Linked DNA regions of Macaca mulatta: region 1 is linked to region 2. Evidence: chromatin contacts called from public Hi-C data. All regions are on one chromosome and are shown on one strand. The core of a region is the stretch at or near the end of the contact, and the rest is flanking DNA. Distances in the headings are between cores, read along the strand shown. Region 1 holds the start of NABP1 (nucleic acid binding protein 1). Region 2 has its middle 100 kb from the start of NABP1.

What was found. A called contact is a pair of places that touch in the nucleus more often than the background predicts.
Region 1: a Hi-C map of blood shows a contact between it and region 2, with 6 times the contacts expected there. The contact joins the promoter of NABP1 here to the enhancer-like site in region 2. A contact is called at or near these places in 5 of 14 Hi-C or Micro-C datasets (CD4 T cells, blood, cortical neurons and 2 more).

What each region holds. Positions count from the first base shown.
Region 1 is chr12:96,730,359-96,736,732 of T2T-MMU8v2.0, reverse strand. It overlaps NABP1 (nucleic acid binding protein 1), which reads right to left and starts at 4,964. Exons shown (of 6, transcript NM_001261728.1): 1 at 4,710-4,964; 2 at 4,288-4,426; 3 at 1,402-1,473. The coding sequence starts at 4,800. LOC106992676 (a long non-coding RNA gene) reads left to right here and starts at 5,558. Exons shown (of 4, transcript XR_003721361.2): 1 at 5,558-5,785.
Region 2 is chr12:96,624,627-96,630,544 of T2T-MMU8v2.0, reverse strand. No RefSeq gene overlaps it. Among named protein-coding and RNA genes, the nearest start is that of NABP1, 100 kb to the left of the region's middle. Within about 2 kb of position 3,869, at least 2 of the 40 cell types and tissues checked have an H3K27ac peak or open chromatin away from gene starts, as enhancers often do. A contact at or near this core is called in blood, where this site is marked.

The DNA of each region.
Region 1 (6,374 bases), core at 3,715-6,214, 110 kb before region 2:
CCACAAAAGCTGATCAAAGGAAAAATAACATGAGAGTGAACCATGTTTAGGGTTCCAGGGTGGTTTCTCCAGCAGTGGTAATGGATTTGCACCGATCCATTCACCCACTCCCATTCAGTCCCTCTTTTGATCGATCACTGTGGATCTGCAAAGATAATCATTTAGGATTAAGAGTGGTTTCTGGCAATAAATAAAAACAGGCTACATAGCCACCAGTTTACCTAAGTGCTTCCTGTAAGTTGACCATATAATGTGTACTAACATTACACAGAAGCATTTTATTAGCTCCTCACCATACCGAAGACAAATCAGAACCAGTTTTGGTAAATCCTAGACCGACCCTGACAAAGCGCAGTCATTAAGAAATGAGTGACCTCTAATGGTTTTTCACATAACTGACCCCCATTATTATCAACACCTCTGTCAGGACAGAATCCTGAACCTTTCAGTAATAGACACTAAGACCTTTCATAACATATAACTCTATGAATACTACCCTAAGTGAATTCTAACTTTCCTTCTAACAAAGGCAAAGTGTTAAACATTTCTGATCTTTAAAAGCTAGCATGATCATTTCTTTTCCTTCATTATTAACCACAGGTTCTCCAAATAAGTATCTTATTCCCTCAGTGGAGAACAGTTTTCCTTTTTTTATTTGGTGCCATTTGTGGCTTCTCTCTTTAAATATCTTCCAATTTGACAGGCATTAAGTAGATGGCTGAGCATTAACCAAACAGAATGGACTGATGATTTGGCTCACTGCCTATACCATACTTTATGAATACAACCCAATGTCTAGGCTAACATGGAGGCTGAATTACCTTACACCCCTAGAGAGGATGGCTCCTCCAGGTCAGGGTGGAGATCATTATCAGGGTAGTAGTGTATGGAATCTCGCATTGCGGCTGCCTGCACCGCACCTAGACTGTGGATAAATAGAGGACTTCAGTTTTCATTGCTGCAAGTCCTTTTAACATGAGTACATATTCACTCACAACCATAGAAAAAGAAAATTTAAACGTATGGCCTGAAACTTGGTGAATCACTAGCTTCGTATTTGGTGAATCACTATAAGAGAGAATTTACTTCAAATGGCACTTGTGACACCTAAAAAATGAACGTTTCTAAAACCTACAGAAATGCTCCCACTAAGGCTGGTCTCAACTGCAGCTTCTTCTACCGCTCTTTGCCAGGAAAAACTGACACTTTCAACCACACAAAACAGTACTGACAAGTGTTACATTTGTACACACGAAGTTATTTTTTCAATTAAGCTACCAAAGACACTCAGTTTACTAGTCAAAAAAGCCAAAGAAAAGGTTTACAGTTCATACCTACCAATTATTCCGTAGATATTATTTATAATGTATGCAATTATACAAAATGTATTTTAATACTTACTCCCCAATTTTTTGAAGTTCACCACCCCTTCCAGTATAAAGTGTCAGACATCCTTTCCACATGGATGCATACCTAGAGAGAAAAGAAACATTATTTCTTTAGAAATATATTTATTTTCTTCTATTTAAATCAAGTAAATCGTCACACTATATATTTTTTGTATTAAGGTAGAAGTGAGGATCAAGCCCTCTCTATCCACCATAGTAAATCAAATACAATAAATCTAACTTTGATAACTTGCTATTTACAAAAGAATACAAAAATTCTGTTGAATTTTGACATAATTATATAAATCATAACAAACCCTGGAAAATAAGTCTTTTTGCAAAGCAAGCATTATTATACCTGATGATCACATCTTTAGTCAATCAACAAAAGAAAAGCTTTTAATTGCAGACATTTAAACAGAAACTATTTTTCAGCCACAGGATATGTAAAATCACCCTAATGTTTCCTTTACAGTCTAGTCAAATAATGATATGTTTTTCCTTCTGCCTCCATAAAAGACACAGGATTTCTAAGCTACCGAAGATCTGGTAGAATTTTAAAGTGCTAAAAAAAAAAAAACTAAGGTCACAAATCTTTCACCTATCTGCCTTTCCAAACATGCAATTTTTAATACCACACTGGGTTTGTAGTAAACGAGCTGGCAATTGTTTACTCCGAACAATTTTGAAAGTAGACAGCATCGTTAAATAAAATAATCCTAGATAGAGAAACGGTAAATTAATATTATAAAATCAATCCAAGGTTTGGTTCTCAATGGTTCTTTGTACAACTACTATGGTTACTTCTTGACTTTAACTTATTATACAGTTCTCTTAATTTTAATAAGGGTTATTTATTAAAGACACCATTCACCACTCTTAAGTTATACAAAGTGTGGCTTAGGAGATAGTGCATTAACATTTCACCTTACTAAAATAAAAATTAATGCATATTTTGAGAAAAAATTTGGTTACAATTAAAATATTTAACATTCACTTTAAGAAATGAGAACACTGAGGTGTTTTCAGGATATTCTGATAAACATGTTGATATTTGAACCAACCATTATTTAGATTTTAGGTATGTTTTTCTTCAAAAGCCATTTTTCTTAGATTCAACCAGAATTTAAGGGCCTTAGAATGGGCCAAACTCCAAGCTGAGTGTGTTATTTTGGTAAATAAAGTATAATTATTCCCATTTCACAGAAGAGGAAGCTGAAGTATGAGGTGTAGTAACTTCTCAAGGTCATACTGTAGTAAAGAGTTTCTTTAGTTTTTAATTTTCGTTTAAATTGTACTCCCAGGTAACTGTTCCCCTTAAAATTCTATAGATACCTAACTAATAAGTTTAATTTTCCAATAATTTTTTTGATGGAAACACCTATGACTGTCACTACAGAACATGAAATACTTGAAATAAGATGCTGTTTTTAGCATAAAAAATACTTTCAATCATTGGGTGAAAAATATTTGGGGAGCCAAAAACTCCAATTATACTAATCAATCCTCACCATACATCCCTAAGTAGGAATTCTCTTTTGTTTTTTAAAGATGTGGAAGTTTAAAAAACATAGTTACTGTCATGAGTCAGTGTTATGAGAAGAAAATGTCTAAGTCCTGACTCTCACTTCCTGCTTTGATGACACTTTACCTCACTTCCTGAAGATGTTGTAAGCCTGTAAGGTAACATCAAGGAGCTCTAAACTCCTACTCAGTGCTTTCCAATACTTCTAAGATTCTACTTATTAGGCCAACATCAATCTCCACCACTTTCCCTGCAGTTATGATAAATTATTACAATTTTATTGATCTCAAAAGCTTCCAAATTCTGTTTCCAAGATCCTTTTCTGACCTTTTATCTTCCTAAGATAAAAATTTGGTAAATCTCTACAAGCAATCTACTTTTTTAAAAAAAAGTTGTACTATTTTTTAAAGCCACCAATCTGCCAATTGACTCTTTTGGATGAAGGTATTGCGGATGTCTTTCTGTCAAACATTTTCTGTGTATCCCTTTGGTTTTTGAACAACATCCACCTTACAACAGAAGACACAAGAAATCATTTTGGAGAATCAGCCTTCCAGATACTGTAAAGTTTCCCTCTTTTTCCAAGTACAAATTTGACATATCACAGAAAACGCTAAATCCTTTACCTATAAGTTTATGTCCACATTGTCTAAATAACATAAGTAAAATATTGGCCAGGATTTCAAGTCATTAAAAATGGAGGAGGGGTGGGAAACAACTGAGTGGCAACTATACTAAAGAAAACAACTTATAAAAAAGAAAAAATATGGACTATATCAGTCTCCTAAAAAGACTCATTGACTCTGAATAGAATTAAAAATCTATGCCGGGCGTGGTGGCTCACGCCTGTAATCCCAGCACTTTGGAAGGTGGGGGCGGGCGGATCACCTGAGGTCAGGAGTTGGAGACCAGCCTGGGCAACACGCTGAAACCCCATCTCTACTAAAAATACAAAACTTAGCTGGGCGTGGTGGCACACGCCTGTAGTCCCAGCTACTTAGGAGGCTGAGGCACGAGAATCTGTTGCTTGAACCCGGGAGACAGAGGCTGCAGCGAGGAGAGAGAGCGCCACTGCACTCCAGCCTGGCGAAAGAGCGAGACTCCGTCTCAAGAAAAAAAAAAATTTAAAAATCTGCTTAACCTGTAAACCGGGGTGTAGGCGCGGATTTCCCAGCTGAAACCGACTGCCTTTCACCGCAAAGGTGTGTTACATCCTAGCGCTGCCCACCATCCAAAGTTAACACCAAAGGGGCTCAAAACTCCTCAGAGTGGCCCACAGAAAAGGCCGGGGACTTCAGGTCTTGCCAAGATCCCGGGAGCCGGCCAATCCCGATTCTGCAGACTGTTACTTCCCCGACTTTTTTGCACACCTACCCTCTGGTCAACCGAATAATATCCCCTGGCTGTATAAGACCTCCGATCTCATCCCACACGGAAATAGTGATGCTGCCCGTTTTATCTGCTACTTTGCACGATCTCACTTCATGGCCGTCTTTGGTTTTGGTCACGCGTCCTGTGAGGATTTAAAAATCAAAGGGAGGGGGTGTTAGATAATGAGGACATCCAGAAAGGCTAACTCCTCCTCCGGTATTTTAATACATCTGGAAGGTGGAAAGTGACCAAGCCCAGGGCTCCCGCCTCAGGTAGGATCCGATCTCCGGCGGAGGCCACTGGAGCCACGTGGGTGGGGGAGGGGAAGGAGGGGGAGGGGAGCCCCGGGCGCGCAGAGGCGGCGCCCCTGTCTCCCGCCCCGGGACGCACAGCGGGCGGTGGAGTGGGCTGCAAACCCCACTTACCTATCTCCAGGACAATAAAGACGACATTTAAGTTTTTCAGTCCGGGCTTAATATCTCTTATAAAAATAAGTGGGTCGTTGACCCTATTCATATTGGGGCAGGTGCGGCTACGGCTGCGGAGACGCGAGTGGGCAGGGCGGGGTCAAAGCTTCCCACCCTCCCGGGACAGGGGCGAGGGCAGAGGGGCGACCTTGGGCAGGGGTGGCGACAGAAGGGGCAGAAAGCGGTTAGTCAGGGACCGGGGAAACCAGCCCGGACAGCACTGAGCCTAAAAAAAGAAAAAGAAAAAAAGGGCTCACAAGTTCTAAAGAAAAAAGGCGAACCACTCCGCAAACCAACCCCGCTCCCAACCGGGCGACAGGACGGCAAGCGTGCTAACTGCCCCGTTCTTTGGATAAAAGGAAAAAAAAAACGCAGTGAGGGGACACTTCTGCCCTGAGTCCCGCTCACTCACACGGGCGCGCGCCCAGCCTGTCCCGGGCTCCGGGAAGGAACGGGTTGTGACAGCGAAACGGGAGCGGAGACAGAACACCGCACGCCCAGCGTCCCAAACAGCGACTGATGAACACGCCCGCGCGCCGGCAGGACCCTCGGCCCGCCCCGCCCCTTTGTGACGTCACGCTGCGTCGGCACGCCTGCTGCCACGCCCGCCTGGTGCGGGGGAGGGGAAGCGAAGAGGCGGGACCCAGCCGCCGCTGCCCGCAGAGCTTCCCTCGCTCCTCTCCGGGGGCTGTCAGCGCGGGCTCCGCCCCCTCGTCCTTCCAATCGCTCTCGGCCCCGCCTCCCCCGCCCGCCCGCTCTCCGCCCACTTCAGCTGTTGCGGCGGAGTGGCAGTTCTGTGCCGCCTCGCTTTCGTGCTGAGGTCTTCTGCCACTCACTGTCCGACTTTGGGGTTTTCTTGCCTTTTTTCTCTCAGAGTTGAGCCCCTACCCGGGCCCTTTAGTCCCTCGGTCACGAGGAACGGTGGAGTTTAGAACCTGTGAGTACGTTAGATAGTTCGCAGTCGAGTAAGAACAGAGTTCGGGCAAGGGCGGCTGGTCCGGGACCAAGGGAAAACACGCTGGCATGGTGATAAGGTCAGTGGCTACCAGGCTGGAAGTTTAGCACCAGAAGGGAATTTGGGGATCAATTCAACCGCCTCATTTCAGGCATACTTAAATTGAAACCCAGAAAGGTGAGGTAATTTGCAGAAGGTCACCCAGCAGCCCCTGAGCAGGCAGGACTGCAACACAAATGTCGAACGTGGCCTTCCACTGTGTAATACTAAGCAAATAGACACGTAAATTCCTTTGTAGACTTCTCATCTTTCCTTACGCCCTGCCTCTCATATTACACACCTTCCCCATTTTGCCTTTCTTCTTTTACTTTGCACTTGTTTTTGTACATCTAAAAGGAATTAATTATTCAACAGCAGTGGGAACCCTTGAAACATAATCTGGGGGAAAAAATCAATAAAGTTTTCTTTATGTCGCGTAGTTCTAAAGAGCATGTGCTTTAGAGACAAACCTGGGCTCCAGTTATTTACTTGTGAGACCTTTAGGTCAATTGGCTTTTATTACAGCTTTTTAACCATAATAAAATGGGGATCCCTGCCTCGCAGAAGGTTGATTAAATGGATCATAAATTGTCCAACTAGTGCCTAGCAAATAGTACATACTCGGTATT
Region 2 (5,918 bases), core at 2,620-5,119:
CCCTGAGGACTCCTCTGAAGGAACTGGAATTGTGTGGCTGGGCTTGTCAGATTCCCATGAGTTTTCATGCAACAGTGGTGGGACATGAGAGTCAATACATATGTCCAACACCCATCTTTTCATTAGTGAAAAATTATTTTTACATCTCTTATGCTAATTATCAAGTCCTTATGAGCAGATTTCCATGGCAATATTTGAAGTGCTTGGTAATCATGCCTGAAGTGTGTATTCCTGATCAGGGTACTTCAAATACTAACTGCTGCTAGGATATAAAGGAAAAATTAATTTTGTTCATAAATCACGCTGTTTATCTCAAAGTATTCTGAAAGTAAAATTTTACAAAGGCATAGAATAATCTAAGGCCCAACTCAGGAACAGCTGTAACCTTTATCTATTTGCATGTGGGCTAGTTGAAAAACATTGACAGCATTCTTGTAAATCTCAAGGCTGGGTTAATCTGAGACAAAATGGGGAAGTCAAGTTCTGCTTCCTTTATCCCCCACCTTAAACTCAGTGTCTAAAACTAAATGAGAAAACCAGCATCTCCTCAAATGTTTCCTCTTCTAGGTATTTGCCACCACAATCTTACCATCTGTCCTGACCGGAGATTTGGGATTCATCCTTATTAGAACTCCTTAATCAAACAAATACATTCATGTGGTCACTGTGGTGAGTTAAATGGTACCCTCCATGTTCTAATCCCAAACTTGTTAATAGAACCTTATTTGGGAAAAGGGTCATTGAGTTAAGGATCTTGGGATGAGATCATTCTGGATTATCTGGATAGTCCCTAAATCCAGTGACAAGCATCCTTATAAGAGAAAGACAGAAAGAGATTTCACATGGAAAGAAGACGGAGAAAAGGAGAAGGTCATGTGAAGAAAGATGAGGCAAAGGTTAGAGTTACTCAGCTATAAGCCAAGGCAGACTTAGAGTCTCACAGGAAGCTGAAGAGGCGAGAAAGGATTCTCACCCAGGTCCTTTAAAGGAGCATGGCTTTGCTCGCACCTTCATTTCAGACTTCTGGCTTCCAGAACTAGGAAAGAATAAATTTCTGTTGTTTTAGGCCCCATGTTGGGGGTAATTTGTTGTGACAGCACTGGGAAACTAACATAGTCACCAAATCCTCCTGAGACTACCTTTTTAATATCTCTGAATCCATCCTTTTCCCCTCGCTTTTATGCCACTGATATGACTCAGACTACCATTACATTCCACACATATTTTAATTGATAGAAAAGGAAGTTGATGGGTAGAGCCAAGACAACCTTCTGATCTGAGTTTTATGAGGGCCTGGTCTTAATTACTCTATGCTTTGGATCCACTATCTGTTCACACTGAGCACTTCTAGAAATGGGGAAACAATGACATACTTCATTATTATCATCAACTAACTTCTGCTCCACACCTGACAATTACACCATGCAGCAGAAACATACATAGTTACATTTTCCAGAGTTTGAAAAACTGCAGCTATTTCTCATCTACCCCTTGAAGAAGGAAAACAAGTTGCTTCATTTTTGCACACATCTTTCTGATACTGCAGCAGTGTGCTGGAGAACACAGACCTCTCACGAATCTAAATATTTCTTCCTTCTCCTTGGACTAAGGAAAAGCTATGGCAGAAAAAGAACTCCATTGCTCTGTGGGATTAACCAGATTAAACCCTGAGCTGACTGATTGGAAGGAGACGTCAACAAAGGCTTTCAGGCAGAGACAGCAATAATTCCATCTCTAAGATTGATAAATAGTTGTTCGGTACCTAGAGGAATGTTTTTGAATTATTCTGAGCTTTAATGCCTACAAAAAAAATTTCTCTTTCCACTAAGGCAGGTGCCCATCGGCAGATGTTCCAGCAACTGTACCACTCTACAAAGTATAGAGATCCAGTCCCCTGGGGCTAATGAGGTTATTGATTCCTAAGAACTATCTGGCTTCAGGCAAACTACCTACTCCCAGAGACTGAAATCTATGCCAGTGTGAATATTGTAGTCTGTTTTCCCACTGGTGTACCGCAATTTCAATAGTCGTAACCTATAATGTAGGAATTTAACAAATACCATATCAATGGGTTGCTAATTACAGATTATAGGCAACGATGTCAAGAATAACCTCCTTAAACCTTCCCCAAGCACTAGGACGCTCAGAATTTCCCTCGATGCCTGTTTACACACTTTTAGAGTCTAATACTTTATCTCTTCCTCTCAATATGATTCATCTCCACCCTGACACTATAATAATAAGACTAAAAATATTACAGCATATCAAATTTGGAGCGAGGCAGTGAGAAAATCTGGGAGAAGTTTCCACTGGAAGCCTCTTCTGTTCATGTCTATCACAGCTTCTCATTACCTGAGAACGGAAATCACAATGAATGTTTCTGCCGTGAAGAAGTGCAAGAAATAAGAAACTGGAATGTAAAAAAGACAGTGTTTTTGATTATATATAATTTGGGTGAGTATAGAAATAGACCATGGAGGAACATGTAGATGTGCATAAACATAGACATACATTTTGGCAAAATTAAATTGCATTGTCACAGAAGTGTGACCATAAAGTAATAAGATTAGTTTCCTTGTCAAACTTGCGGAAATCATTTGTCATTCTGTATATATATGTATTCTATAATTGTGTTTCAAATGTAGCAACCCTTAAGTACCTGGTCTCACAAATACACTGGAGTCTATTCTCAATTCTACATTCACCCAGTTAGATTTATGACTCTCATAAATAATCCAAAGATTCAGGGTCCATGATTAGAATGGACCCATAGACAAATTAGGTAGACATGAGGCATTAGGGCAAAACACATAGGCCCACCCTAATTGAGTAGGCAGCTACCACTCTCCATTCTAATGAACCAGTTTTAGCTGTACTAGAAAAGTCCTCTTGTCAATAGAAGAAGTCCCAAAATTTCCATCATCTGCATGCCTGACACCCACATGGCTGACATGCCTTTAACTACCATTTATGGACGAGGTACTTTATATGCCTAATCTCTAATCCCTATAGCCACTCACAAATGTGCACATTACTATCATCATTACTATTTAACACATGAGAAAATAGGCTCATAAAGGTTAAATGACTCGCCTAAGGGCCCACAAGTGATGAGTGGATGAACATAGATTAGAACTTCTAATTACCAATCTTCTGTCTTATTTCCAAGCTTTGTGACTCAAAGACAAAGCTTGTCATGCCACAATTAATGTTCAAATGCAAATGTAGACAGCATAAGATAGTAAGACTCTGTGTAACTCACACTGAGGATCCAATGAGGAGAGCAGTGGAGCCCCCATACGTGGTAAGAGTGTGGAAAGAAAAGGTTGCAGAGAAGTGAGTCTGAGGGTCTTAGGGACACAGTGTGCCTTCTCACAATTCTACCCAGGGGGGCGACTGAATTCTGCCTTGTCTTCTTTTATCTCATGAGGCAAAAGCTCACTTTCATTCTGGGCTTCAAAGGTAGCCAGCACATTTGAATTACCCAATTTGTCATAAAATATTGTTAGGAAAATGCCAAAACTGTCAAAGATGAATTAAATTTTTCTGACAGCTTGAGTTGGACTCATGTCCCTTCTTTCATTTGATATGTTACTGCTTGGTTTTTCACAATCTTGATATCCGTACTTAGAAACAACATTCTCAGACACCAGATATCAAGGAAGGGTTCAGGCCCTACTGCCTGAGTTCAAATTTTCAGAGTTTGGAGGAAGGCAGCCCAAGGGTCACTGGAATTATAATAACTAAAGGGAAAAAATATATACCAAGTTAGGTTTATGGCTTCCTCCCTAACTACCCAAGGGACAGAGATAGGGAGTAAGATAACTAGATGACATTTTTTGTCATTGTTCTTCCTAAAGGTCAACATTTCTTCAGATCTGGTTAAATTTTCAGCATTCTTACCTCTGCATGTTCTGTCCAGCCCCTCCTATTGCTATAATTTTGAGGAAGTCACTGAGAGAAAGTGCTGACTCATAAAATTACTGACTGGAAGCCAGTAAGTGACAGCACTTACAGGCAAGGTTGTATTAAAAAATGTAATGAAGTCAAGAAATTTCTCTGGGGGCTTTGGCTTTTTACTGAAGTAAAATAATTTTCCCACACCTTTGTTGTCTCACTTTGTTGCTTTTCATATTTGCAACTTTGATGACCAGAAAAAAAAACCCACAAAAAACCCAAAACAAACCAAAACAAAAACAAGCAGAGGAAGAAAGAAGGGAGGAGGGGGGTGGGGAGAGAGAGAAAGAGAAAGAAATACGTGCATTAAAGAAAGGATTTGTTATCAGTGCCCTCTTCTGGAAACACATGAAAGTAGCTTGGAATCGAGCTGTAGCATTTCTTTGAGGAGAAGGCAAAGAGATTTATGCTGGCAGACAGTGTCAGGCTTCCATGTGTCTGATGTTATTTGGGGTTGACATAATGAAGTAGAAAGAGCCCTAAACTTAGAAATCAAAAATTGTGGATTTAAATCCAGCCTTTGCTCCTAACCTTCTACAACCTCAATATTTAAATCATTTGGTGTTTTCAGTAGGGTAGACCATATATCTGGATTAGAATCACCAGAGGCTTTTGCTAAAAGTGCAGAATCCCAGGATTCACTCCATCATTGGAATCAAATGGCAGGAAGAGGTATGAATCTCAATTTTAAACAATTTCCAGGGAAATTCTTAAGTAGTGTTCTGGCTTCGGTTATCTAATCTGTAGGTCGATAACTACAGAAAACTGATGATTTTCTTAGATTAAGTGACATATAACGCCCCTTACACATCTAACGCTTCATGATCTTATAAAACAAAACAGAAGGAATGATTCCTCAATGGATTAACAAATTGTGATAGGCCCATACTTTTACTCCTCAGGAGTAAAAAGGAATGAATTATTGATACATGCAGCAACATGCATGAATCTCAAAATATTTATGCTAGGTGAAAGAAATCGGACACGAAGAGATTATTCCATTTTCATAAAATCCTAGAAACTGCAGAGTAATCTATACTCACAGAAAGCAGACTGGGGATAGGGGCAAAAAGAAGGAGGTTTTACAAAGGGGGCAACTATGAAACTTTAGGGGTGAAGGAAATGTTTATTATCTTGACTGAGGTGGTGGTTTCCTGGGTAAGCACATATGTCAAAACTTGTGAAACTGTACACTACATCTCTGCCATTTACTATAAATCACTTACCTCAACAAAGTTGAAAAAGAAAGAAAAGAAAACAAAGAAGGGAAAGGAAGGAAGGAAGGAAGGAAGGAAGGAAGGAAGGAAGGAAGGAAGGAAGGAAGGACGGATGGAGGGAAGGGAGAAAGAGAGAGAGAAAGAGAGAAAGGAGAAGGAAGGAAGGGAAGGAAGGAGGGAAGGGAAGGAAAGGGAAGGGAAGGGAAGGGAGGAAATGGACTAGGATCTTGGGGAAGTTTGGATATCCATCTTCCTGGATATCCAAGATTTCCTTTCCACCTGTAGCAGACAGGAATCTTTCCTGAGTTAGCGGACAGGAAGAGTGAGCGTCCCTGGACTGAGAGCAGGGAGGCTTTGTTAAACAGGGAAGGATCTGCGGGCATCCTAAATCGCTCCACTTCAAAGGCCGGAGAAGCAATTTGGAAGCTGCAAGAGCAGAGCTTGTGCAGTGGTCTGCATAAGCTGCAAGCCAGAAGCCTCTGCCTGCCACCCAATCCATTCACAGCATTGTGGATACTCCCCACCTGTCTCCCTGTTTTGTTGCAGAGCTGGGTAGTGCCTGGATCAGTCCTCATGTTCATCACATTCAGCCCAGGCTGGCATCAGGGCTTTGGAGGCTGTATCATTGGAAAGGCAGTGTCTGTTTAAAATTACCTTGCTAGGCCAGGCACGGTAGCTCACTCTTGTAATCCCAGCACTTTGGGAGGCTGAGATGGGAGGTTCACTTGAAGCCAAGAGTTCAAG